2 separate regions of the Mus musculus genome follow, and region 2 is linked to region 1. A link is a contact called in public Micro-C data. All regions are on one chromosome and are shown on one strand. Each heading gives the region's core, a stretch centred on a gene start, on an enhancer-like site or on the middle of the called end of the contact. The rest is flanking DNA. Distances are from core to core; before and after follow the strand shown. Region 1 overlaps Snd1 (staphylococcal nuclease and tudor domain containing 1). Region 2 overlaps Rbm28 (RNA binding motif protein 28).

Evidence for each region. Hi-C and Micro-C count contacts between places; a contact is called where the count stands out from the background.
Region 2: a contact with region 1 is called in a Micro-C map of embryonic stem cells, with 2.1 times the contacts expected there. The contact joins two enhancer-like sites. A contact is called at or near these places in 6 of 484 Hi-C or Micro-C datasets (the G1E-ER4 cell line, the N1E-115 cell line, cumulus cells and 2 more), 2 of 115 datasets of contacts at active chromatin or transcription factors (astrocytes and extraembryonic endoderm stem cells) and 1 of 9 other capture datasets (embryonic stem cells).

The regions. Positions count from the first base shown.
Region 1 is chr6:28,548,689-28,556,053 of GRCm38.p6, forward strand. All of the region lies in intron 10 of Snd1 (staphylococcal nuclease and tudor domain containing 1), which reads left to right. Among named protein-coding and RNA genes, the nearest start is that of Snd1, 72 kb to the left of the region's middle. Within about 2 kb of position 2,078, at least 23 of the 459 cell types and tissues checked have an H3K27ac peak or open chromatin away from gene starts, as enhancers often do. A contact at or near this core is called in embryonic stem cells, where this site is marked.
Region 2 is chr6:29,131,899-29,138,908 of GRCm38.p6, forward strand. Rbm28 (RNA binding motif protein 28) reads right to left here. Exons shown (of 19, transcript NM_133925.2): 12 at 6,605-6,740; 13 at 5,681-5,745; 14 at 3,510-3,668. Among named protein-coding and RNA genes, the nearest start is that of Gm25589, 22 kb to the left of the region's middle. Within about 2 kb of position 1,388, at least 9 of the 459 cell types and tissues checked have an H3K27ac peak or open chromatin away from gene starts, as enhancers often do. A contact at or near this core is called in embryonic stem cells, where this site is marked.

The sequences.
Region 1 (7,365 bases), core at 828-3,327:
AAGGGTCAGAGGTCAAGAGTTTATGCTATGTTTTAAGTTTTGTCTTGACGAATTTTAAGCCGAGGAGAAAGATGTGTTTAGAGTTATGAACTATTATGTCAGTGATTTGACTTACAAGATATGAAAGTAATTTACATTTGTACAAAACTAATCTATTAGGAGTAATTGTGGATTTTCTTTTGATAAGCCTTAATTGACCAAGTACCTGGGGAGACTGTGACAAACGAGAGCTGTAGCTGTGCCTCCAGCAGTCCCTCTGGGTCCTGGAGGGTTCAGAGGATTTTCCTTCCTCCTTAGAAGAATTCCCACGAGCTCTTACGAAGAGCATGAGATTCTCTTCAACATTTATTCTAAAGTTTACAAAGATTTACAGTATGGGTATAGGAAGAAAACTTGTCTCTAGTTCCCAATGGTGCTGTAATTTATATAGATGTTGAAGCTTGGGCAGCAGACATAACTAAGAAGCCCAAATTGAGTATTCAAGGTAGAAGCAGGCATAGTGGTATACACCTTAAATTCCAGCCTCTTGTAGGCAGAGGTAGGTGGATCTCTGTGCATTCGAGGCCAGACTGGTCTATATACAGAGTTCCTGGACAGTTAGCATGTCAGGGCTACATAGAGAGGAAAAAAAATAGTTCTCTTTTGTTGTTGTTGTTGTTGTTGTTGTTGTTTGTTTTTTAACTTAAAAATATTCAAAGTAGAGCTCTTACTGAGGTTTAGTACCTGTGCTAGTTCATTTGGTATGTTAGTACAAATCAGAAAGGGATGTCCTTTCCCCTAGAGCCTCAGCTCAGTCAGGGCTTGGCACACAGAGGGGAAGCTGAATTTCAGCTCCTCTTCTGTCTCTGTCCCTTTGGCTCGATGCCCTTGTGTAAGATGCAGCTTGCACAAGAATATATTCCTGCCCTAGTTAGACCAAGATCTGGTAGGCTCTCCAAGGAAAAGATGGTGTATTGTTGGGAGATGGGGAGTAGCCCTGTAGTCTCAGAAACCCCGAATGCTAGGATGGTTTGGGGATGAAGGTATGTGGTAGGTGGATTGTACCAGGCCTCCAGGCATGCACTTGGGAAATTACCTTTTGTGTAAGTAACCAGGTACTTTCTCGAGGGTCAATGGCTTGGAAATGGAGAAAGGTATAATCCAATTGCTTATGGTATGAGCACTCTTAAGCAAAAGAGCCATGTGGGAGAGAATGCAGATGCAGAAGCTGGAGGATAGATAACAGAGGAGACTTGAGTGAGCAGTGTGATGGGCAGGCAGATGGCCTTAGCAATTCCTGCCATACGGCCGGCTGACCTGAGCTCCAGATGAGGACCCAGTGATGTTACTTTTAGAAAAGTATGTGGCACATTCGCTTCACTGTTTCTCTTCCTCCTTCCCTAGAAATTTTAGTAGTCTATCATTAGTTAAGCACATCTTCTGGACAACATCTAGAAATAGCATGGCAGTGGGGTGTGGGTGTGGGGGCTCTGGGGTGGGGTGGAGTCAGGGTGGTGTAATAGGAAAAATTGGATGGGGGGGGTACCATTTCTTAAATTTTACAGGGAAACAAGGTTTTGCCCAGGGCTAACTGTACTTTCTCCCTTCTGCTCTGGTTATTTTCTAATTGAGCTAGACGAAGCATTTAAAACACCAGAGCAACTGTTTTTTCTCCTAGGGCTTTCCTGGATTGCCTGGCAGATCCTGTGTTGTGATAGGAGTGTGGTTCGTGGTGGCTGGTGGGATGGGAGGATTAAATGCATGAGTGTGTGTAGTTAGTAGTCCCTCAAGCATTCGGGTGGGTGTGACTGCAGGTGTTGGTCTTGCTTCTGGATGGTTCAGGGTGAATCTAGTGTCCGCTCTTAGGAGCTATGCACTCCTTCAGGCTGAAAGCCTGTTTACAACTTACATGTGATGCTCTTGTGAACCTGCACAGGCATTGGGGTTTCTCTAAAGGCAGAGCTTGCTTTATCCAGTTGTTTGCCATAAAGAAGTAAGTCTTAGAGAAAGGCTCTGGCTTTTCTGAGCTGCTGCCTTGAAGGAGATAGTACATTGTGCAATCTTAGGGCTTCCTAGGGAGCTCTTGGCTTTGATCTGAAACTGGAAAGCCTAGTGCTCCATAGCCCAGAGCTTCCATAGGCTTTGTGTTACACTTGGAGTGTTAATGACAAAGGAAACAGCCCCCAGGCATCCAGTGCAGGGGCTGACTTATTTCCTCCTGAAGTCTGCTCTTGGAGTGCTATTGTAGTTGTTGGCACAGAGAGATGGAGCTGAAATTTACCTAAAAAACAGGTAGAGTGTTTGCTCAGCCCCGGGTGTTTCGTGGATTACGTTTGCTTTTGGTTGCAGAGCCTCTTCTCTGGCTCTGTTGTGCAGTGTGTCTGGCTCTCCCTTTTCTCCCTTGGACTCTGTCTCTGGCTTGGTACTCAGGAAAAGTGGAAGTCCAAGGGTAGAAGCTGGTCCTGTACTGCTATTGCTGTCTGTTCATTTCCATTCCCTGTCCTTGAGCTTCTTCACTCTGAACTCACCATAAAGATTCTTTCACATCACGGCCTGTAAACATTCAGGCCTGGGCAGTGAAGGGTCTTTCTAAGCTTGTGTCCTTGCTGCTTTTACTTTGGGTGTCTCTCCCAGGTCTGTGCCCCCTGGGATTCTTGGACAGGCACTTTGGCAGAGAGGAACTGCAGGTAAGTACATTACTAAGGATGCCCTGGAAATCTCAAAAGCTTTTTTTCAGAGGCAAGGCTGATTCAGGTTCTGATAACTCCATCTGTTGTGTAGGACCCTGGTGTGCTTTGCCATTTAGACACAGTTACAAGTGGTTCTCAGCCCATTCCCTCTAGTTTTGACTTTTGAAAGAAAGATGAGTGGTCCTTCTGGATCCTCAGTCAGACCATGTGGCCACTAAGATGCATACCAAGAGAAAGCTGTGAGGTTAGAGTCCCTAAGCAAAGTACGGGCAAACCAATAAACCCGGTAACTGTGATCTCAGGCTTGTAACTGGAAACATAAGGCAAACAGCAAATTAGAGAGGGACTCCAGCTTGGCATTAAGGACCTTGGAGACAAGCAAAAGCTCTTTGAAATGGATATAGCATTCCACCCGTTTCCAATGGAGAGATTTGGGGACTGCGGCAGTGTGATCAAAAGACATGGAACGTGTCAGAGTGCTGGCAGAGGCTTTCTGTACCCGGTTCCAAATTGTTTGATCTGGGCATTTTTGAGATGAACACTTGAAACTTCCTTTATTGAAGGCTGAAAAAAATTTCTATTAGGAAATGGGCATAACTCACCTATTTAAGATTCCAAAATGTGCATGTGCTGTTTTTGAGATTACTATCCAGGTGCCATCACTTAAATCACTGCTGTGATCTGCTTCTCAGCTGAGAGGTCACTGGCCAGCAAGGCTGGCTCCTTGTGATGAGGTCAAGACACTGAGTATCTAGACAGAGCAGTTTCCTAAAATGGACACGCCACTGATCTTGGTCGGGATATTTTAAACTGGAAAAGACAGCATGTGCCTGTCTTGTTGCATTTGATTTCTTTCTTCTCTGTCTTACAAATTATATTTCCTTCCATTCCTTGAGCCAGAGATCCCCTTGCCTCTTTCTTTCAAATCATATTTGTGGGATTTTAACAACCTCCTGGTGGGACTTGGTGGTTAATCCCCCGAACCTTGTGCATTTACCTTTTCCAGCCCATCTCTCTTTTCTCTGTTCCTTTAATCATCACTATCACACAGTTGTAACATTTTCAACTTATCTAAATCTTGCTCATGCTGTGTGTTCATGTTTCTTTCCACTTCTCAGTCTCGTTGAGCTGTAGTGATTCTCTGTTGTTTCTGGAGTTGGCGGCACCATCATTTACTGTTCTCTGACCTCTCTCTGTGCCCTCTGTCTTGCTCAGGTTCTTAAGAATCCTGTTAGGTCAGAGACTTCTTTCTGTACACACAGGCCCTTCCTTCTCTCCAGCATGATACCTGTTGATGTGCATGCCTGCTTTTCTCTGTGAAGTCTAAGCACCGCTGAGGGCAGGAATGCCATTTCTCATCTTTATCTCCCCTTTCCGAATCTTGTAGAGAGTACTATGACCATAGTAGACAATTATCAAATGTTTAAATCATGTCTGCTGAGGCATGAGAAGTAATTTCATAGATTGCTTTTGAGTGGGCATCATTTTGCCTACTCGAAACCCTCTGTTAATCTCTGGATGCCTCTGCTAGCTCTGTTCAGCTGGGGCTCCTGTCCTGGGTTCATAAGTCCCAGGAGGGCGTCTTTGCTTCCCTGGTTTCTCCCTTCCCTCTTAATTGCATTGCTTGGTTTTGCTGGATAGTTTACACCTGGATTAGATGTTGGCAGCTACATCATTTCCCCACTCTGTTTTAGCCTAACTTCTGCCATTGCTTAACCAGCCCTGCCTCTTTCTGTATGGTTTCCCCTTAATGTACATTCTTTTAGCACAGTGTAGCTTGAGTTCAATCCACCCAGCGGGGTTATTTTCAGGATTTTACGTGTCTTTGAAGATCAGTCCCTATTTGACTCTGTCTTTTAACACCTCTGTTCTTACTCAGGGTTTTCCAAATGTCTTCTCTCGGGTATGTTGATTCATCGACGTCTTTAGGTGGACTTTTTACTCAGGGCTGTTTTTTTCCCTCTTCTGTTGTCGACCTTGCTGGTTGTCAGATTATTTCTTTGCTGGAACTAATTTTAAAATCAATTAGAGAGCTTTTCCCGTCATCTTTCTCTCTTTATTTATGAGGTGCTGATTGCAGAACTACCTACACTGTGTTTAGATAAATTACTTTTTTTTAAAAAATGTAACATTTATATTCAAGGCAAGTTTAGTGCAGCCATCCAATGCTTTGCAGTTTTGCAGGCCAGAGCTGTAGGCTTCATTCCTTGGTGGGCTAATTAGCTTTGGGCTGGGAGAATTTTTGTTCTGTTTAGAAACCAAACATTTAAGTTCCTCATGTATTCTAGACTCTGTGGTTCTGAGGAATTGTTTTTATTAACAAGATGTTTATAATTTTAGGCGTGTGCGTGTGTGTGTGTGAGTGTGCGTGTGCGTGTGAGAGAGTGTTGGCCAGCAGGTGGATGGTGGATGGAATGATGGATGGTGGTGCTTTGCCCCCACTGTTCTCAGTAAAGGCTTTTCAGCGCTGACTAGAAAGGGAAGCTGAAGGACACAGATGCTTGCTCTTTCCCCAGCAACTGACAGGCCTATTGGTTAGGCATATTTTTGGTGTCACTTTTCATTTTAGCCTTTCTTTGAATATTTGCAGTCATTTTATAGGGCGTTCACATTTTATAGTTCTAATCCACCCACTATTATGCTGTGTAGCTGGATTGGCTTACAGAATCTTATTTATGTCCACCTTGGTGGAGGGCTGCTTTGCAACCAGACCTCTGTTCAGCTTAGCCGTGAAGACATTGTAGAAACTCGGTGTTCTTTACTCTGTCATTTCTCTGCTTGGCATCAGTCTGTCCTTGTTTTGTTGTGTGGCCCTCGGTAAGGCTGAGCAGCAGCAGCAGCAGCGTGTGATGTAGGGCATCTGATAGGCTTGCTGGCCCCACACTGGTCCTCAGTTTCTGCTTCTGTCAACGCAGAGTCTGGAAAATCTATACATTAGATGGTTATAATTTCTAGTTTCTGCTCGCTTGCTTGCTTTCTTTTTTCTGTCTCTATGCAGTTTGATTTTCTGGGTCAAGTAGATTCCTCATTTCTTCAAGTCTATTGCAGGCTAACCATGTAGTTGGTACTCAGTTTTATAAGGTGCTTGAATTCTCAGTAGCTCCTGCTCATAGTCTTTGGCTGCAGATTGGCAGAGTACATTGACCCTTAACTGTGATTCTGCCATTAGTCCACCAGAAGACCAGGAGGCCCAGACTCTTTCCTTGGGTGGCTGCCTTTTGTAAGGTGGGCTGCAATTAGGAGAAAGCCTCCTCCTTATTCATATGAAGTTTGCTTAGCATCTGCTTCTCCAGCTGGATGGCTAGTTTTAGATGACTGGTGTGCAGGAGCTGTAGGTGGAACTTTGTAAGGGATTGCTGGTGTGTGCAGGGTTCCCTTGTCAGCCTTCTGCTCCTCCAGGCTTGGTCTTGAGGCCCAGGCCCTATGAGTTGGGGTGCAGGTGTATTGAGTACCCTCATTGGAGCTTCTTTACCTTTTACTGCAGCGGATGGGAGAGAGCTCACTGTGTTTACATGGCAGATCGACAGACAGTGTCATGTGCTAGTTTGACGGTAGGGATATCCAGATTATTAGCCCAGTTAGCAGGGAGACTTCACATCATTCAACTCACCTTATTGTATCCACTTGTGATTTCTTATAAAAAGGGAGGAAGTTCTGGTAGCACTTTGCTGGTCCCTTCCAGCGTGTGTTAAACCTCCAACTCAGCGTTTTCCCAGGAAAATGTCCGAGTTCCTTCCTGCCGCCTGAGCTACTTGGAGCCTTTCTGTCAGAGCACAACTGTGGCTTGCCTGGAAGATTGCTCTGAGCCCCACCTCCTCCCTCTAAAAGCTTTTCGCCTCACTCCGCCTGCTTTGCCTACTCCAGTCCTCCTCTGAGGAAGAGTAGCTGACTCCTTCAGCTCAGGCAGGCTTATCTGCAGGGGAGCTTAGTTAGTTCTGGGCTGCCTGGATCTAGAAATAGCAGAGCTGTGGAAGATGACTGCTCCTCTGGGTAAAGAACAGCAGGTAGAGGAAGGCAGTTCCTCTTGTAAGGAGAGTTCTCAATCCAAGAAGATAGAAATGAGCCTGATACTGTTGAAGGAAACTGACAAATGTAAAACTCAGTGCAGTAAAACCCTGCAGCCTTTCGTTTCTTACCACATCACCTAGCAAGAAATGTGTTCTGAGGGCTGGAGCGGTAGTGTTTCGTCCTGTCCTGCCTGTCTGTGTTATAGATCTGCTCGCATGTACTCAGGGAAGCAGGTGCTCTCTGGCAGAGTCCCGTTGTTTCTGTTCTCTTTCCTCATCTCGCTCTTAGTAGATGTCCCTGCAGGTGTGATCATGGCTGTGCTTGCTTTTGCATTTTATTTGGATCCCTCCCCCATCCTAGGTTCTTCCATCTCCACTCGATGATCTCTCTCCCAGGAATGGATTCTCCTACAGGAAATAAGAGGTGACCCCTTGTATTTCAAATGAAGAGTCTCTCCTAGTGAACAGTCTAGGCAGCTTGGTTGGTGGCTCGCTCCTGCGCCTGTCATGTTAGCCTCACAGGAGCTCCTTGTGTACCTTGTGTCGCTTGTAAAGCCTTGCTGTGGCTTTCCATGCAACACGAACCCGTCGTGAATTCTTAGCGTTGTTAAATTGTCTCTCATTTAGCTGCCTTGCTGTGGTTCATCCAGAAAGAGCAGCTTCTTGAACATGAATTCACTACCTCAGAA
Region 2 (7,010 bases), core at 138-2,637, 580 kb after region 1:
GCAATGAAAACACAACTCAATTAATATGAAATACATGCTGTGCACTTAGGTTGGGCAGATCTACTGCTACACTGCCATCTTCCACATCTAAGGGTCTCACAGATGTGGAAGATGGTAGTGTGGTGGTAGATCTGCCCACCTATGAACTTGCCCTTTAGAACTTGCGGTTTCTCCAGGCCACGGGCTTCTGCTCCGCCTTCCCTCTTCCCATCCCCCTCTGCCTCTGCGTCCTCTCTCTCTGAAACCTCCTTCTTCTCCCAACTTTCCACTCCACCTTCCTCTTTTTCTGCCCAATCTTCAGCTCTCCTTTGTTTTACAAATTAAGGTGGGAAGCAGGTTTACAAGAAACCACCTGAGTGTTGACTCATTCCGTGTTCACAGCTACTCACAGGAGAATGGAATTAACATCAAATATAATTAGCCCCAGGGCTATCCAAAACATGTATTTTATTTTTTAAGATTTATTTTGTATTTTTTAAAATCTTATGTGTAGGTGTATGGCCATGTGTATGCATGTGCACCTGAATGCAGTGCTCATGGAATCTACAAGAGGGCAACAGATTCTCTGAAACTGGTCCTGTGTAAGAGCAGTATGTACTTAACCACTAAGCCATCTCTTCAATGCCCTGAGAAAAATCTGTAATACTTCACTGTTCATAATGCATGTAATGAGAGGTGCGTGACTCTTCAGCGTCTCAGCATGTTACTGCTGAGAACAGAGAACTGTCCAAAGACTCGATCCCTGAAGGAAGGAAATTAATGGAGACGGGAGGAAAGAAAACCTGATGGTTTTAGACTTAAAAAACATGTCCTGACATGGGATAAGCCTCAGAATACAGGCAGCTTCAGCTGTTCGGGGTTAGAGTCAGAAACTCTTTGATGCACTTTTTTCTCTAAATGCCAGGATACCGTAAATATCCTTAGGGTCATGAGGAGCACAGAAAATAATTTGAGAAAATACACCACTTATACAATATTACTGCCTGGAGCAGCATGCTGTTCTTCTGTAGCGGAGGAGTCTAAGTATGAAAGCCACAAGCATAGTACAACGGCTCCGTGCATAGATCCTACTCTGTCCACTGCAGAGGAGAAGAAAGAATTCCTGACTTCAATACGCTCACTCGCTTAAAATATCATTCAAGACATCTCACAAATGAAGGACATAAGGGGAAAATAAAATGCTTTTGTCATGATTCCTGGGGAGACGGAAACTAACATCTACTACCCAAGACAGGAACCAAAGATGTCCGTCTTTTGTCAAGGCAACACCAAAGCCAGCTGCCGAGCCAGACTTTACCGGGGTGACTTACAGAAGCAGAAAGGACTCAAAGACAGCTCCACCACCAGAAGCCCACGAGCTGAGCTCACACGCTGAGCGCCTGCAGTTCACTGCACAGCCTGAAGGCAGCTCAACAGGTCAGTGTCTTTTCTGGGTAGCTCAATGGTCTGGGCTTATCAGGTCTCAGCCTCTCCCCAGGAGCTTGGCTGCTGGGCCTCTTCTAGGCTTCAGCCTGTTTGAGAGTCCGTCTTAGCAGTCCCTACCGCTTATATATGCTTGAGGAGTAAGAGGTCTAGAGTATCCAGTCAGGCTCAGAAATGTCCTGAGCCTTTCTAAGCTTACCAACCCACCTTCCTCCAAGATGGAGGCTTTATCTTAGAGGAAATAGTTACACAACCAAAACATAGACTGTACAATGTAGAAGTGCGCTAAACTGTAATGAGTTCAAAATGGGCATACATTAAATACTGTGGGTACTCACCACTAACTGTGGTGTCAGACACGCTCTGACACATTACTGTTCTCTCATGCTATTTCCTCAATACCAAGGAATATGTTAAAGAGGCCTCAGGGTACTAGGCATACAGTTTACAGCTATAAAACAGCAAAGCACACCTACAATATTGGCAATGGCATTTTTAAATGTAAAGATGAACAGATTATGCCAAGTATCTCCAGGATTGGGGATAATGAGATACTATCTATCCTCAAAGAGCTCAGCTTGTCTGGAGAAACCACCAAGTCTGAGGCCAGTATAGAGGTTAACAAACGGTAAGGCCTTCAAAAGAGACAGAGCTGAACTGAATGCTAGTGTGAACTCATAGTCTTCTAACTCAACTGAAGACATGCACAGTCAACATGAAGACTGTGCTTACGGCGGAGTAATATTGAACACACAGTCAATGCTACCGTAGGAGCTAGGGGAAAGGCACAGGGGCACAGTGCTTGCCCTGTGTGATGGTTTGTATATGCTGGGCCCAGGGAGTGGCACTACTGAGGTGTGGCCTTGTTGGAGTAGGTATGTCACTGTGGGCGTGGGCTTTAATAACCTAGTCCTAGCTGCCTGGAAGCAGCCTTCAGATGAAGTTGTAGAACTCTCAGCTCTGCCTGCACCATGCCTGCCTGGATGCTGCCATGTTCCCTCCTTGATGATAATGGACTGAACCTCTGAACCTGTAAGCCAGCCCCAATTAAATGTTGTCCTTTATAAGACTTGGTCATGGTGTCTGTTCACAGCATTAGAACCCTAACTTAATGTCTTAAGTAGGAGAACCTGAGTTCAGATTCCGAGAACCAATGTAAAAGAACCACTAGGCATGGTGGTGTCTGTAGTCTCAGTGGCCCTGTGGTGGGATAAGGAGCTTCTGTAGAAACAGAAGCTCTAAGAACAGTAAGCATGGCTGTGCAGGGAACCAGAGCCTGACTCCAGGGGGACCGTGAGGACTGTCCTGACATCTCCGTGTGTGCCCTGCATGTGCTCTGTGTACTTCCTCTCTCCTCCCTCTCCCTATTTTCTTCCCTTTTCTCCTCTCCTTGTCCTTCCCCCCCTTCCTCTCCCTCCCTTTCCCTTTCTTTCAAATATATGCATGTGTATGCACGCAAACACACACACACACACCCCACCCCTCTTTTAGGAACCAAACCATATAAATTGTATTCTCTGCAACAAACTTTGCATTATATTATTTATATAAATCTGACCACACAGCAGGTATTGAATAAATGCTTGCTAAATTAATTCATGACAGAGTTCCTCACATTTTGCTGTAATTTAGTCAGATATGAAAGACAGTCCTCTGCTGGGCGGTGGTGGCGCACACCTTTAATCCTGGCAGTTGGAAGGCAGAGGCAGGTGGATTTCTGAGTTCAAGGCCAGCCTGGTCTACAGAGTGAGTTCCAGGACAGCCAGGGCTACATAGAGAAACCCTGTCTTGAAAAACCAAACAACAACAACAACAACAAACAAAAACAAACAAACAAAAAACCAAAAAGAAAGAAAGAAAGGAAGGAAGGAAGGAAGGAAGGAAGGAAGAAAGGAAGAAAGGAAGGAAGGAAGGAAGGAAGGAAGAAAGAAAGAAAGAAAGAAAGAAAGAAAGAAAGAAAGAAAGAAAGAAAGAAAGAAAGAAAGACAGACAGACAGTTCCCAGAAGAAAACCTGTTGACTTGCTGGCACCACAGCCTGAAATGAATGCTCGTGCCTGAAGGCTGTGCATGGCAAGGCATCACTCACCTCCTTAATTCGAACCCCCTTCTCTCCTCGAGTGGCCTCCAGCAGCAGCTTCCTTAGCTGTTTATCGTCCACAGCCTTTGGGAGATTGTGCAGGCAAAGCCTGGTCTGCGAGACAAAGATATTCTGGTTCTTGAGTTTCTGATGTTTCAGTAGCTCAAACTGGGAGAAGAGAAAAAGACAAGCTCTTAACATACAGCACATCTGTTAGGCAGGCTCCGAACTGTCCAAAAGAAGAGAATCGTAACCCCATCCCATGGCCACAGTGCGCCTGCCTGCCTGCTGCCTTACAGTACCCAGCAGAGAGAAAAGCAGGCCCAGGGAGGCGAATGGTCATGAACTCCAGAGTCAGAGCTGAACCAAAAAGTCATCCATTTGGAGAAATCAAATGACATTTTAAGATTCAATTTTTCATCTATAAAAGTGGAACTACAGGTCAATATTCAACTCTCGGCATGGACATGAGGCCAAATGAGATTAAAAACAACAAGCTGGGCAGTGGTAGCGCACGTCTTTAATCCCAGCACTTGGGAGGCAGAGGTAGGTGGATCTCAAGAGTTTGAGGCCAGCCTGGTCTACAGAGTGAGTTCCAGGACAGCCAGGGCTACACAGAGAAACCCTGTCTCAAAAAACCAAAACCAAAAAACAAACAAACAAAGCAACAACAAAAACCCCACATAGCTCAAAATGTGCCCAGCACAAATTTGTTTTTGTTTTTTCAAGGCAGGGATTCTCTGTACAGCCCTGGCTATCCTAGAACTCGCTCTGTAGACCAGGCTGGCCTCCAACTCAGAGATCCACCTGCCTCTGCCTCTGCCTCCCAGTGCTGGGACTAAGGGTATGCACCACCACTGCCCGGCTTGGCACAGCTATTCTTGTAAGTAATACTGAAGTTAGTGTTTATGCTCAGTCCTCAGCCACTCAGCAACGGGGATTTCTAGTGCCTCCTTCCTAGAGTTAGCTTATTTTTTATAATGCACGGAAATAATCCAGTAACCTATGGCTAGCAAAATTAGTTCTAAAACTCAGTATATCTTATTGCACTGCTTCCCCAAATACCATGATATCCAGATATTCAATACTTTAAAAAAATTTTTTAAATACTACTATAAAAACCCTATGCTGAGAAGACATTTGTTTCCACCGATCAATATAGCATATTTGCTGCTTGCCATCTCCTGAACATTAAGGTTCCATAGTTGTTCCCTTCTTGGCTGGCTTTTTACCCTTTAATTATCTTATTTTCCTATAAGGTGTGTGTCTGTGTGTTATTCTGTACACACTGTGCATGTGCTGGAGGTCAAAGGATAACTTTAGAGGCTGGATTCTCTCCACTGTAGGTTCTAGGGATCAACTCAGGTCAACTAGGCTTGTGCAGTAAGCACTTTTACCCACTGAGCCACCCCACTGGCTCTAGGCTGCCTTTTTAAAGGAAAACTGCATAAGCTAGGATAGAGCCCAGCTGGTAAAGTGTCTGCCTAGCACACACGGCATCTGGAGTTTAAACTTCGCACCATGGATACTGGCATGGTGGAGTGGGCCTGTAATCCCAGTACTCAGGAGATAGATGGAGGAGGATTAGAAATTCAGGAATATTAGGCTACACATTGAGGTCTGCCTGAGCTACATGGAACTATCTCAAAACAACAAAAGTAAGCAACTACTGCAAACACTGCTAAGCAGCAAAGGTGTCAGTTAACAGTAGAAACACCTATAATAGGAAGTTGTTCCACATAATTGTATTAATTTAGAGATACAATCCCTCCGAATGGCATCTTGGCTACTCTTTCTGAAACCCATCTCCTAAACATTGAGGCTCCTCTTGTTCCTAGTAAGCCTGCCTACTCAGCTTCCATCCTGTTGTTTTCCATTTATGATAACAATTATACACAGGCCCTCTCTCTCCACACCTACTGAGTGAGCTAGCGGCAGTTCCTCAGAACACACACATGCGTACTACAGAAACAGAGAGCAAGACTGAGCTCAGACAACAGGACGGAATGCTGACACAACAGCAAGAGTACTGTCCAGTCATTTCTCCTTTACCTATGTGCTTCTAACATGGTAAAGTGTGGTCCTTATACGTGGCTCTTCAGGAGCACTGTGGCAGCAGTGATTGTTTCTGACTCACTTACATAACCATGAGAGCTAAGGCTGGTGCCTCATCTACTCACCCGCTCGCGTTTGGCCATATCTGCGGCACTCACACCCTCAGCAGCCTTCGTCCCAGCGCGGATCACTGCAGAAAGAGGGAAAAGGGCCAAGATGTCACCAAGGGAATGTTCACTGAGCAATAGGAAGAATGTGATTTGAATGATGCAAACCCTTTGTACTAGACCCTAAGGACTGTGTTGGCCAGTTAGTTAGGTCCGAAAATAGCTACAAGGCTAAGTTCTAGACTTAGACTTGCTCTAAAGACAAACTGAACATTTTGTAATCTTGTTCCTCTCTGCCTCCAAAAAGCATCACATTCATGCTGCAAGTTAGACAGCAAGGCGTGGAAGAAGCTCTAAGTGCAGCTAGAATATAGAATGTTCCACCAACAAGCTGCCCCTGAAACTGAGGTGCTCACGTATGTGGCTGTCAATCACTCAGCAATTAATTAGATGAGCCAAAACAGAGAACAGAATTATGGTCTCAGAGGCTTTGGATCCAAAAGCTGACAGCCTAAATTTACTACCTGGAACTATGCATCTACGCAGGAGTAGGCTGATAAATACTTACAGCTATTAAACATTTAAAAATCTATCAATAATCAAAAAAAAAGTCACTTTAATTGTATTTTTCAGCCACTTAAAAACAAAAACACCTCATCAGAAACGAAGACAAAAGCAAGTAACTTAGGAGTTTTCTTCCTTGTGCTTCCAATCCTGCTACGTAGATAATCGGAGGCAACCAGACAGCAGAGAGTGAGACTGCTCAGCCTGCAAGAATGGGTGACGGTTCCTAACAAAGCCGCATCTACTCAAGTGGAACAGCAATAAAACACTGTTTTATTTGGAAATTTGGGTTTTATATTTGAAACACAATTGCTGGTTCGCGCTCAGGTCATGGGTGGGTACTCAGAGGCCTGGTTCCTATCTTCTTCTGATACTCACAGCCTTCTCTGGCCAGATAGAGGTTCCGGGTTCCAGTTGGCTTCTTCACCTTCTTTGTCTGAAGCTTTGCTGCCTCATCCCGGGTCACAGCTAAGTCGACCTTGAGCTGTCGGCCGTCCAGTTTAAGCCCACCACCCTGAAACATATTGCAACCTTCTCTTCAAACAGGGAGCAAGCAGAAAGTAAGCAGATAGCATGGAAGAGCAAGAAAAGGGACTCAGCACACTGTCACTGTGCCGTGGAGGCCAGGCCCCAGGCCGCATCTGCCTGGCCAGCTACACGTGGGTCCTTGAGGCTCAAAGGTGGTTTTACAATTGTACAAAAGGTCACATCTGTATGTACTGAAGAGCATCAGCAGTAAGGAATTTACTTTACAGTAGCTCAGTCCCAAAGTAGGCCTAAACTG